Regions from separate parts of the Mus musculus genome. Here regions 1, 2 and 4 are each linked to region 3. The links are chromatin contacts, called in public HiChIP or PLAC-seq maps. All regions are on one chromosome and are shown on one strand. Each heading gives the region's core, a stretch centred on a gene start, on an enhancer-like site or on the middle of the called end of the contact. The rest is flanking DNA. Distances are from core to core; before and after follow the strand shown.

Region 1 (3,098 bases), core at 42-2,541, 460 kb before region 3:
GGCATTAGCCTGCAAATCTGCCACAGCTGTGCAAGCTAAGACCCCAGAGGCACAACTGGCCATGCAACTGATGGAGATATTTTTACAATTTCCTTAATTTTGAAACAACGTGTGCATGTGCCAATGCTGATGGGTCTGTGTCTGTGGATGCAGGAGCCCACAGAGGCAGAAGACTGTCTCATTCTTCTGGAGCTGGAGTTACAGGCAGGTGTGAACCATCTGATGTGGGTGCTGGGAACTGAACTTGGTTCCTCCATAAGAGCAGCAAGTGCTCCTAACTGAGCATTCTCCACCCCCTGCACCCTCCATTTTGTTATTTTTTGAGACAGGGTCTCATGTAGCACAGGCTGGCCTCAAACTCAAGGCCAAGGATGACCTTGAATTCCTGATCCTCCTTCTTTTATCTCCCAAGTGCTGTACGTATAGGCACGTGCCACCATACCCAGCTTCCAATTGGTAACGTTTTGTGGAAGGATTGAATCTGTGGACTGGAACTCCATGGTTCAACGGTAATGGTAATGCTCATGAATCGATGATTATTTGGGGAATGAAATTTAGCTGTGCCTATGGCTTTGCTGATGTAGATTTTAGTCTCTTTCTGAGACTTCTTCTTCTCAACACTCATCAGTGGCTCCACATGACATGCTGTACTCTCGGTTCTTTTTTGTTTTGTTTTTCTTTTTTAAAGATTTATTTAATTGTTATATGTACAATGTTCTGACTGCATGTATGCCTTTGTGCCAGAAGAGGGCATCTGATCCCATTATAGATGAACCACCATATGTGGTTGCTGGGAATTGAACTCAGAACCTCTGGAAGAGCAGCCGGTGCTCTTAACCTTGGAGCCATCTCTCCAGCCACCTCCTTATTATTTTTGATTCTAAGACAGTATCTATCTCTTACAGGCTCTTCTTTTTTCTGTGTTTCCTCGGCCAGTGTTTTCTTCCTGATTTGTTTGAGAATGGCTCCTGCATAAACTTAAAACACTTCTTAAGTTTAAGTCAGGTGGGGGGGGGGAACTGAGGTTCTGAGACTGGGTTTCTGTAGCTTCAAGCCTACACCTTAACATAGCGGGAGTGGAACCCAGACCCCAGATGTCCTGAGCTGTGTCTTGTGCTTTCCTTCCACACTACACTGCCTCTCAGCCTCGCTCACACTCGCCTGGCCGGGTGGGACCCATCCTCCGGACAGAGCCACTCAGCAGAATTGTGTTGTGATGAGGTTCACTGCACAGTGGCTTGGAAAGGACCCTGGGTCTTTCAGGAATGAAATGTATAAATCCTGATGCATAAGGAAAGTTCTTGCAACAGCAGGAGAATGAGTCAGTCAGCCAGAGTTCAAGAAATGTAAACACGTCCTTAGATAGGAGGCTGAAAAATCACTTAGGGCTTCTCATCTCTTGGGTCAAGACCTTGGTAATTTACTGAGGTCTGTGCTGTCAAGGAGGGGCTGAGACTCCAGCTGCATTCCTGTGCGATAAAGCAATGGGTGTGTGTGGGGGGGGGGGGGAATGGGGATGGTGATAAAACTCCCTTCTAGAGCAACAAGGGAAGATCTACCTCTTGTGCAACCCAGGCCATTGTCTGTCAATGGGGGTGGGGAGGGCTTCTCCCTGTTTCAGGAGCTGGTGTGCACAACCAAAGACCTCATACTACTTCAGCTCTACTTCCCGGCTGCTTGAAATCGCACACAGCCTTTCTGTGATGAACATGTCTGCCACTATAGAGATAAACAGAAAACACTCTCTCCCTGGCTGCCCACCAGCAAGACTGAACAGATTTTTCAAATGCTCCCATTAATCTAACCACTGGCTTTTAGTGAGAAGATAGCGTTCCTCTCTAGATAACCAGGCTATTCAGAGGTAACCCTGCCTAGACGGATTTTATTCTCAGCCCCTTCTGCCTTCTCCGAGTCATGGCGTTCTTCACCAAACACCCAGGCATTGGAAGGTAGAGAGAGCATCTGATTTTAGCATGGAGCTTGGCACCTTTAGATTTCCTTCTATTTAAATCTGCGTTGACAATGTTTAATCCCCAAATCTCTGCTTTAAATAAAAATGAAATACAATTATATTTACTTCTACTGCTTCAGACTTATTTTCCAGAGTGGGGGAAACTCTGATGGGACCCATCTGGGAGCAGAATAGAAACCGAACTCCAAGGAACCGCCTTATCAGGACAGGTGGGCCACCTGGCTCCTTCTTCCTGAGTGCGTGTCTGGCCTTGGTAAACACTGGCCCTGCAGGCTCCCAAGTGGCCAAATGGTTACCAGGGTAGAAGCTGTTGGAGGTGCTGGCAGGAGCCTCTTGAAATCTGTTCAGGGCCTTTTTCCACACTCCATTTCTCAAGAGCACACCCTTTGATCACCAGACTGCTGTCATAGAATTTCCTTCCTATCCCGCAGGGTCATCGCCAGGCAGGTGATGTATCTGCTGTTACACAGACCTCAGAGTGCCTTTGCCTTCAACAGCTTTGTGCAGGGCCTTGCTGGCCCCAGAAGAAGCCAGTAAGAGAAAGCCCCTGGGTCAGCCCTGGTACCTTCAAGGTTTTGTATTTTGGTCATAAATGGAAAATGCAAATTCCAGATTATTAAAAAAAAATTCTTCCCAGGGTAAACGTAACTATAAAAGGAAGGAGACGGCAGTGCAGCTGACCTTCCCTTAAAAATGTCTAAAAATATTTTATATGATGTGACTCAGGATGCTTATGACCTATGGGGTGGTGTAATAAATTTCAAGTCTGTTTGTTGAATGCAGGAGACCAAGACCCAAGATGCCTGTTGGTGGTGCCATTATCAGATTTTAGGATAAGATTTAAGGCTTTGTTTATGCTACACATTTTCCTTTTAAATCTTTCTGGCTGGGAAGGAGCGTGAGATAGGCATATTAAACAACTGCTAAGGACCTGAGAAGGCCTCAGGGCCAGAGACGTAGCCCCGGGAGGTCAGCTGAGGAGTCTGTCTAGAAACTATGAGTCAGTTAGAATTTAAATATGGACGTGCCTTGCAAATGTGAGAGCAGTGTTTTTCTTCCAATTTGGGATATCAGTCCTTTTATTATGTACAGTTCTTAGGCTAGCTCAGCCTCATGGGTCTAGCTT
Region 2 (3,036 bases), core at 258-2,757, 490 kb before region 3:
TGCCCAGATTTGGAGGTTGCTGGTGAACCTTATCTTGTGGAAACTTGCAAAAGAATTCTAAGTCCTCTCACTAGATCACTCATACTTTTTTTAAAAAATGTACTAATGTGTGTGTGTGTGTGTATATATATGCAATCCATGTAATACTGGTGACTGAACCCAGGGCCTCACACATCCTAGAAAGTGTTATAACACTGAGATGTATCCCTAGTATCTGGCTCACTCCTTATAATAAACCGTGCAGGTCACTACTGAATTTAAAGTAGGAAAAACAACATGACCATTAAGACCAAAGGGGAGAATTGTTCTTTAAACAGCTAAAAGCACTTCCTTGGAATTTCCTTCTTCTTGCCTTCCAAGACCGGAAAGCCTTTCTAAAAATTAGCATTTGTCATTGAGACAGGCACAGGCCTCCGGTGACTTTCTGCAGTGGCATTTCATTGCATTGAGAATGTCTGGCTAACCTCCGAGGACTCGGCCGGAGCCGGCCCTGGCGTCATGAGACAGGAAATCTGTTTTGACTGACTCAGTCATGGCTTAGCTTGGGCCATGTTCTGTGGTGCCTAAAGCCCCCGCTGCACTTGGCTAAGACGCTGGAGCCTGCCAGGGTTCGCATTCTGGATCTGTGATTTACAACAGGGACAATCTGAAGATCAGGGTACATTTTCCTGGCTAGTGTCACTCAGCTTTGAGCATGGAGGTGACAGAGCCTCATGTTAGAAGAATTCTTGCTTAAAATCCTGACCAACCTAGGCCTCATACTCCCAAAATATATTCTTATCAGATACCCACAAAGAATGACATTAAATATCAGTATAGGGCTGGAGAGATGGCTCAGCGGTTAAGAGCATTGGCTCCTCTTGCAGAGGTCCTGGGTTCTATTTCCAGCAAGCACATGGTGGCTCACAACCATCTGTAAGTAGGGTTGCAGGGGATCTGACGCCCTCTGTTGGTCTCCTCAGGCACTGCATGCACATGATACACAGACGTACATGCCGGTAAAACACCCATACACAGAAAATAAAAATAAATACATTTAGAAATAATAAAATCAGTATAAAATTATTTTTGAGTAGGATGGGAAGAAACAGTGGAAGATAAACAGGAAAGATCAAAACCTTCCACTTAAGGAGGCAGAGTCAGTGTTGTTTCACAGTTTGGTAGTGACCACAGAGGGAAGATATTAATTTGCTGCAATGTCCAAATTGAGGTTGGTATTTATTAAGGGACATCATTTTTTTTTTTCGTTCCTCATCACCGCTTAAAGAGTAAAGTTCTTTTACCAGTCCCTGAGGCAGAAAAGGATGCCAGGCGTGGAGAGGTGAAGGTGCTTGTAGCCTGCTACACAGTTCAGGTTCAGTTTAGTAGCACAGACCTGCAGCTGGGCATGCATTCGCTTGTGACTTTAAGGGGCCAGGAAAGAAAAAAGGCGCCCTCTCTGTGAGTCACATGGTTTAGGTTTCAGAGCCCAGGCTGGAGTTCAGGCCCGCTTGCTCCCTCTGCTGTACATTGTGTAGCAACAATAAGCACATGGCTTCTGTCTGGCCTGGAACCCACCCTTAGAAATGTAAGTGGGGCTGGAGAGATGGCTCACTGGTTAAGAGCATTGGCTTCTCTTCCAGAGGTCCTGAGTTCAATTCCCAGCAACCACACGGTGGCTCACAACCATCTGTAATGGGATCTGATGCCCTTGTGATGTGGCTGAAGATAGCAACAGTGTACTCATATACAGAAAATAATCTTGAATGAAAGAAAGAAAGAAAGAAAGAAAGAAAGAAAGAAAGAAAGAAAGGTAAGGGGTTTTCACTTCTGCAAGAAGCAATGACACCCACCTTTAATGCTAATAAGAGGCAGGGGCGGGGGCAGGGGCAGGGGGATTTCTGTGAGTTCCAGGACAGCCAAAGTCACACACTGAGACTGTCTTAAAACACACAAGCAAAACTAAAACTAAAACCGAAACTGAAACCATACCAAACCAAAACTAGAAGCTATAATGGGTAAGGAACAGTCCTGCTGCCAGAGCCCAGTGGGGTAGTAATATGCCTAGGTGCCCACAAAAGCATTGAGAGCCTAATTCAGTCTCTGAGCTATGAACTGTGAGTGCCTCCACACCCAGTGGCCCCAGGCTCAGTATTTCTTAGAACTACTACCACCCGTCATGATCAATATAAACTTGTTTTTGAAGGAAGCCTCCACCAAGGCACACTGTTCGTTTGAGAAAGGATCTCTCTGTAGTGCTGGCTGTCCTGGAACTAAGGAGACCAGGCTGGCCTTGAACTCCCAGAGATCTACCTATCTTTATCTCCCAAGTGCTAGGATTAAAGACCTGTGCCTCTTTGGCATTCTTGCCAGCCAGGGCTCTGGTCGACAGCAGCTAGGCCTCTAAAGAGAAGGTCCTGCTTTCTCGTACCAGCATGTCTGTAGGCATGGAACCCTAGCCGCCTCACCAGCATATGCACACCTCCATGAAAGCAGGAGGTGGAGAAGGGTGGATGCTTGGGGTGGGGGTGGGGTTTGTGTCTGTCCCCGAAGTCTCTACTCTTGTCTCAGTCTGCAGTCTCCAGCAGGAAAGAAATCTTTAAATAATGGAAGAACAGAAAACATGTCGCTTGCATTTGCATTCGACAGACAGAGGCCTCTGCTTCTAACTTCCAGTTCATGCTTTGAAGGGACATGGAAAGACTTCTCTGTTAATGGGTCTGAACAACACCGAGTTCTATCTGGGCAGTCCCAGTGAAAGGATTCACGAATCGCCAGCTCACTCTACCTTGGCTGTCTTTGGCATTTCCTCTGAGGGGTCCTCCTGGTTCTTCATGAGAGTCAAGTTCACTTCCACGTTCCTATTGGGTTAACACACAAAAGAATAATGAGACAAAATAAATGCAAACTCCCCTGTGTCCATGCCCTTCCGGTAGAGTGTGGATTTTTGAGACAGGGTGTCCTTATGTAGCCCTGGCTGTCCTGGAGCTCACTCTGTAGACCAGGCTGGTTTTGAACTCACAGAGATCCAATTTCCTCTGCCTCCTGAGTGCTGGG
Region 3 (2,906 bases), core at 81-2,580:
TGTATAGCTATAAATAGCATCCTATACATATACAGAGCTACTCATTTGGCTCTCAGGCATTTTCCCGATGTTTCCCCATATGAGCTAATGGCAGGTATGTGACAATGTTGTCACTGAATGTGAGCATTTTATAGATTTCATATGGTGTTTTGTAAGATGTAACTCTTCTAAATAAACCAGTCTACTTAATGACAAACTGTATTTTACTTTGTAAAATATTTTCTTATTTCTGTTTATATTTTACAAAAGTGCCTAGTTGACTAACTAAGCTAAGAGCGGTTAACAAGTACACATTTATCTAATAAGGAAACCTATGACACTGTTATTTCCAAATCAGCAAAGTGGACTAGTCCTGGAGCCTGTATATGAGCTCCAAAACGAGGATGTTGATACAGTCTTGGTCTCCCTAGATCCGAAGCTCCACTGCACCCATGTCTGTTCATCTTCTTTATATCCACACTTCCCTCCATTCTACCTATTTTAAACTATAACTGTTCCCACTGAAGGAACTATCAGAACTGAACATTCAGATTATACTCCTAGGCCTACAGGGAATCTAGGAAACTGGGCAGGCCAGTGAAAGAGATCCTCGCTGTTTCAGTCATACAGATCTCCCTCCAGGCAGCACCCTGGCAGACGGGAACCAGGTGGGGGACGCCGGCCTCTCCAGGCTCCGCAAAGCCGCCTCCTCCCACAAGTCCCCGGAGGCCGGGCGTCGCGGGAAGCCGGCCTCGGGCTCCGGCGGTTGCGCCTAGGGAGGCCCGCGGGAAAGCATCATGAGGGACGACTCAGGGCCTCCGCTGGAGGAGGACCAAGCGGTGAGCGACGAGGGGCGCCTGGCCCGGAGTGTGGCGAAGTGGAGGTGTCCTAACCAGCAGTGACCACCGCCGAGCCGGGAATCTGGGGACAGCACTGCCCGAGGGGTGCGGCGGGGGCGGACCGGGGCTGTACATCAGGGCGGGCCCCGCAAAAGGCGATCAGGTCCACCCAACATCCGGGCGCCCTAGTCAGCGTTGCCATGGCGACGCCTCCGGGCGGCTCTCGGTCAGAGAGGAGGATGTTCCGGTGGGGAGTTTGAATACGAGTCTGGTCCCGCCGTGCCCACCCCCACGCAAACCACGATGACCTCCCGGGAAACTGTGGGTGAACCCCCTCCGCTCCTGGGGACGCCGGCCGACGCTGAGGTTTTCCTAGTTCGAAGGGGTCAGATTGGGTTCGGCTCCGGTAGCCCCAATACCTCCCGTGGGACGGGTGGGGACGCTCCGGGCCCAGCAGCCATGAGGCGCAGCCCGATGACGCTCTGCGCCTGCGCGCCTGGGCAGGAGGGGCGGGGCGGGCCGGACCGGGGCGGGGCGGGCGGCTGTGGTGCCCTGAGCTCTGCTGCGGTCCCTGGAGACGTGATGGGGAAGAAGCAGGTGGTTAGCGAGCCTCAGGTACTTTTGAGCTGTTGGGAATTTAGTCTCCGCCTGTTCAGCGGTTCTTCTTTTGAGGGGCTTAGAGGTGCGGTTTCTAGATGGGTGAGATGGTTCATTTTTGCGGGACTTTTGAAATACCAAGAGGACTGGGTCCCACTTTCATAGCATCTTGAGAATAGTAGTGCTTTTGTAGGACCACCATTCTATTCCAGTTGTCATTTTGACTGCTGGATTCCATTAGGACATCGTCAGTGTCCTAATTTTGTAGCATTCTCACGAATTTGTTTGAGTGAATACAACCATGGATTGCGAAATGGGACAAGCAAGAATATCTAAAATGTGAGCCTTTGGAATCAGTGCCTTCCATAAGCAGCATGAAATACCCGAGCTAATAAATCGACGTCTAGGCACTGCTCTTAGAGATCAATTCTTTTAAAGGTGTATTTGTAGCCGGACAGTGGTGGCGCACGCCTTTAATCCCAGCACTTGGAAGGCAGAGGCAGGTGGATTTCTGAGTTCAAGGCCAGCCTGGTCTATAGAGTGAGTTCCAGGACAGCCAGGGCTATACAGAGAAACCCCGTCTCAAAAAAACCAAAAAAAAAAAATGTATTTGTTTTGAGTGTTTTGCCAATATATGAACCACTTGTGTGCCTGTTGCTCACAGAAACCTGAAGAGGCTGTCCATTTCCCTGGAACTGGAATTACTGGTGCTTTGTGGGTGCTGGGAACTAAACCCAGGTCTGCTGCATGAGCAGTAACTGCTCTTAATGGCTAAGCCATCTATTTTGAAAATTTTCAGAATGCTTAACTAATGCTTCCTGAGCTTGCAAGCAGGACTTTTCTTAAGTAAGAACAGGGTAAACTACACCAGCCCCAAATACTTCCTGTTCTAAAATATGTTACCTATTTCTATTTAAAGTAACTTAAAAAAAAAGCATGTTACTCTGTGGCATAAAACCTTAGTTGGCTTCCTAGTTAATAGAACTAAATCCGTATTCCTTCTGCTAGTCTGCGAGGTCATAGTTAATCTGACGTCTGCCTTCTGTCCTGTGTCACTGGTTTCTGCCTGGCTGCTCTTTACCTGGAGCCCTTCATGCCCTGTCTTTCTTGAAAGCCTTAACATGTGCTCCTCATTCCCTGTAAATTTGGCACCTTTGTCAGGAAGGGCTCAGCTCAGATAACATCAAAGAGGCTTTCCCTAAGTAAAACATCACTCTTCATTCCTTATATATGGTTATTTATTGTATGCAAACACACATGCACATGCATGCACACACATGCATGCACAGACACACACACAAGCATGCATGCACACACATTTATATGGCATGGTCTAGTTTTATCTGAGCATGCAACATTATCTTCCAATACTTAACCACTAATGGAAGGTCTGTAAAGGGAGATGAGCTCTGTTTGATCCTGTTCTGAATGCTCACAATAGGCCAGACTGGTTGAAGTGGAAGAAGAAAAGAATTTTACATGGGGTGTAGG
Region 4 (3,263 bases), core at 450-2,949, 260 kb after region 3:
ATGTGTATGTGAGCACATGAGTGTGTATATGTATGTATATATGAATATGTATGTGCATAAGTGTGTGTGCAGCACACTCCCCCTCCCATCCATGTGCTTGGCCTCACTGTGTTTCTGTGGACCATAAAAGACAGCTTTTGGAAGCAAGTCTTTCCTCCACTATAGATTCCAGGGATCAGATTCAGGTTGTTAGGCTTTCATGGCAAGCACCTTTACCTGCTGAGCCAGCTTGTTCATGCTGAACTTCTTTTCTTGGATTGTCCCACAGGGAACTCAAAGAGACTCACAGAGAGGAGCTCGAGAGGTTAGAGAACAACTACAAGGAGGCCCTGAAGGCAGAAAAGGCCTTGGCCGAAGAGAAACTAGGCACTGTCAGGCCCTGAGGGGAAAATGGGAGGGAAAGTGGGCAGCCTGTACCCTGGCGTCCCTATAGCCATGGCTTGGCACAGCCAGATGTCCAACATTTCCCTTCTGAGGCTTAAGGCATGAGAATGACCGAGAATGGAACTGCTTCATCACTGAGCAAGAACTTGAAATTTTTTTTAAGTGAATTTTAAAGTTCTAAAACTACAATATTACTATGATGCCTTCAGGTTGTCTTGCATGGAGAATGGCAGTGATTTCTTGAATGCTCACTGGGCTACTGTGTGCCCTTGGGGAAAGCAGAGTGTGCACCCTTCAGATTTGGGGTTTATAGACTAATGTCCACAGAGAGAACGAGACACTCTACAACCTTCTTCCTCTCTTTGAAGTTAGTGTCTTATTTACACTTTGCTTGTTTTCTAGTTTCCTGAAGAGAATGTGTGGTTTTCATAACCACTGTAAAGGAGGAAATGATACAAAAAGGAGAAGCAGATGCATTGTGGGAGGTTCTGTTCCTCCTTCCCATAGATACAGATGACCCTCGGGGGTGGGGGGAGGTTGTCTTACTAAAACAGCTGAACAGAGTGTGGGAGCTCTGAGCTCTTGGAGAAGCATGTTTAGAAAGTACCTGGCCTCTCTCCCAGAAGCTCTTCATCCATCGGTTCAGGTGGGATCCAATAACTGATAAGCTTTTTGATAAGCTTCCAGAGCGACTTGGGAATCCCAAGACGGTTTCATCACCCCAGGGAGAGCTTGGGTGTGGAGCTGAAGAGTTCATGTGAGTTTTGGAAAGTGTGCCCACCGAAGGAATAATGACATCCTTGTTTTCTTTTCCTCCAGATAAGATGGGCAAGGAATATAAGTATCTGAAGAGTATATTCCGTGTGTTTCAGGTGAGATTCCAAACTGTATGGTATCTCACGCAGGAGACAGAGGAGTCGACCACGAGGCTCAGAAGCTAGGGGTTTATATACAAAAAAGTTGGGGGTAGGGGAAGAATTGGCGCAGTTACACACAATTGGACAGTTTAAACATCAGCAAATTGTACGTGCAGAGCGAGGTAACAGCAGTTCTGAGGGGCAGGTGCTTAACTTGGCTGAGATAGTCCGGACGTCTTTGTATGCCTCTATCTTTATGGATAGCCAGTTCCTGGAATGACTTAACAGCAACAGCCTTTGTTCTTTGCCCTTGGCCCAAAAAACCCTCCTAACTAGCAAGCCGCATGAGTCATGGACCTTGAATTTAATTTTCTTTCAAGATCAGGACTTAGGCATCACCCGTGGGAACTATAAAGGGGCCTGGGAAAAGAGGGGGGAGGGAGGATAGCCCACATCCGGCCAGAGCTCCACCTATGTTCTGGGCAGGCAGATGAGGGAGGGCTGCCAGTCGCTTTCCACTCAGCCCAGGTGGCATGTAAGCCTCTGACCCACTCGATGGGGAGTGGATAAGGGGCAGTCCCCTGAAATCAAAATGTGCCCTGGGGTTTCACCCTGTCACCCTGGGGTTAAGGGAAGAGGGAAGAGAGGTTCCCACACAGGTGAGACTCTGCACAGTGGGCCTTGATTAGAGCGCAGAGACAGTCTATGGTTTTAGAGCTTTATTATAGAAAGGCAGGGAGAAAGAAGGTAAAAGAGAGAGACTGGCCATAGCCAAGAGGAAAGAAGGGGGAAAGGAGAGAGAGAGAAGAAACGCTAGAGAATAAGAGGGAGAAAGAGGTAGAGAGAGGAGAGAAGACAGACAGAGAGAGAGAAAGAGAGAGAGAGAGAGAGAGAGAGAGAGAGAGAGAGAGAGAGAGAGAGAGAGAGAGAGGTGAGAGTGAAAGAGCGAGGAGGGGCCAAACAGCCCCTCATGGTATGCTGCTATCTTTTCTGTTGCTAGGTAACTGGGGAGGAATTTAGCCTGAAGATCAGAATCTTGGGACATTGCCTACTTGACTGCTAGCCACACACTTCTCTTGTGGGGGCTGAGGGGAGCGGTAACTTCGATGGGAGCCAGGGTTCCAGGAGACATGAGAGAACTTCCGTCCCATGTAGATGAATTATCACCACCAAGTCCCAGGGTTCAACATCTCAGCTCAACTGGAGACCAGACTGTCTTTGCACAGCCCAATGCCCCACAATCACCCTAATTATACAAGCTATAAGCTGTCTTAGGTTCCTCCATCCTTTTCACGCAAATGGAGAATTGTGCAATATTGTCAATATTTTGATTATGTCACTCATGTGTACATTTCTAACCATCGTGCTAATTCCTCTTCCATTAAACCCATCTCCTCTCACCTGCCCCAGGCCACCATTCTTCTGGTTTTTACCACCACAGACTCAATTTATCAGTTTTTGTTTTGTTAAAAAAAAAAAAAGTTGGTTCTGTTGGTCTGATAGCATAACTTATTATGAAATAAACACAAATACAGTTGCTAGTTATCCTTGCAACGTGCCCAAATCAACCTTTAAAAGTTTATAAAAACCAAATGTAGAAAGCATCTTTCTCAGCAAACTTCTAAGGGCAATGCAGACGTAAAGACATAAGTTGGTGCTTGTCAATCATCACATGGTTGAGCAGGTTTTGTTTTGTTTTTTTAATTCTGTTTTTTTTTTTTTTCCTCTTTTCGAGACAGGGTTTCTCTGTGTAGCCCTGGCTATCCTGTAACTCACTTTGTAGACCAGGCTGGCCTCGAACTCAGAAATCCACCTGCCTTTGCCTCCCAAGTGCTGGGATGAAAGGCATGCGCCACCACCACCCAACTTGATATTTTTATTAGATATTTTCTTTATTTATATTTCAAATGCTATCCCCTTTTCTAGTTCTACCTCTGAAAATCCCCTATCCCCTCCCCCCTTGCCCTGCTCCCCAACCCACCCACTCCCATTACTGGTCCTGGCATTTCCTACACTGGGGCA

What was found. HiChIP or PLAC-seq counts read pairs in DNA pulled down with a chosen protein or histone mark.
Region 1: a contact with region 3 is called in a FOXA1 HiChIP or PLAC-seq map of pancreatic cancer cells. The contact joins the enhancer-like site here to the promoter of Tmem237 in region 3. A contact is called at or near these places in 4 of 39 promoter capture datasets (the HPC-7 cell line, embryonic stem cells, frontonasal cranial neural crest and 1 more), 1 of 484 Hi-C or Micro-C datasets (forebrain) and 1 of 115 datasets of contacts at active chromatin or transcription factors (pancreatic cancer cells).
Region 2: a contact with region 3 is called in an H3K27ac HiChIP or PLAC-seq map of embryonic stem cells, with 4 times the contacts expected there. The contact joins the enhancer-like site here to the promoter of Tmem237 in region 3. A contact is called at or near these places in 15 of 39 promoter capture datasets (the 3T3-L1 cell line, the C10 cell line, the HPC-7 cell line and 9 more), 1 of 15 datasets of contacts at CTCF or cohesin (large pre-B cells), 2 of 484 Hi-C or Micro-C datasets (cortical neurons and spermatogonial stem cells), 18 of 115 datasets of contacts at active chromatin or transcription factors (the NIH/3T3 cell line, astrocytes, bone marrow-derived macrophages and 10 more) and 3 of 9 other capture datasets (adipose tissue, embryonic stem cells and macrophages).
Region 4: a FOXA1 HiChIP or PLAC-seq map of pancreatic cancer cells shows a contact between it and region 3. The contact joins the enhancer-like site here to the promoter of Tmem237 in region 3. A contact is called at or near these places in 3 of 39 promoter capture datasets (embryonic stem cells, macrophages and pre-B cells), 1 of 115 datasets of contacts at active chromatin or transcription factors (pancreatic cancer cells) and 2 of 9 other capture datasets (liver and pancreatic islet).

Annotation. Positions count from the first base shown.
Region 1 is chr1:59,578,739-59,581,836 of GRCm38.p6, reverse strand. All of the region lies in intron 9 of Gm973 (predicted gene 973), which reads right to left. Among named protein-coding and RNA genes, the nearest start is that of Gm39648, 16 kb to the left of the region's middle. Within about 2 kb of position 1,291, at least 62 of the 459 cell types and tissues checked have an H3K27ac peak or open chromatin away from gene starts, as enhancers often do. A contact at or near this core is called in pancreatic cancer cells, where this site is marked.
Region 2 is chr1:59,607,537-59,610,572 of GRCm38.p6, reverse strand. It overlaps Gm973 (predicted gene 973), which reads right to left. Exons shown (of 19, transcript NM_001357842.1): 11 at 2,768-2,840. Among named protein-coding and RNA genes, the nearest start is that of Gm33833, 11 kb to the left of the region's middle. Within about 2 kb of position 1,507, at least 51 of the 459 cell types and tissues checked have an H3K27ac peak or open chromatin away from gene starts, as enhancers often do. A contact at or near this core is called in adipose tissue, astrocytes, differentiating embryonic stem cells and 3 more, where this site is marked.
Region 3 is chr1:59,118,230-59,121,135 of GRCm38.p6, reverse strand. It overlaps Tmem237 (transmembrane protein 237), which reads left to right and starts at 1,330. Exons shown (of 13, transcript NM_001037812.3): 1 at 1,330-1,433. The coding sequence starts at 1,401. It overlaps Mpp4 (membrane protein, palmitoylated 4 (MAGUK p55 subfamily member 4)), which reads left to right. Exons shown (of 22, transcript NM_145143.3): 22 at 1-201.
Region 4 is chr1:58,858,372-58,861,634 of GRCm38.p6, reverse strand. It overlaps Gm28802 (flagellum-associated coiled-coil domain-containing protein 1), which reads left to right. Exons shown (of 14, transcript XM_030243918.1): 8 at 269-371; 9 at 1,072-1,141; 10 at 1,204-1,256. Among named protein-coding and RNA genes, the nearest start is that of Gm28802, 37 kb to the left of the region's middle. Within about 2 kb of position 1,699, at least 98 of the 459 cell types and tissues checked have an H3K27ac peak or open chromatin away from gene starts, as enhancers often do. A contact at or near this core is called in pancreatic cancer cells, where this site is marked.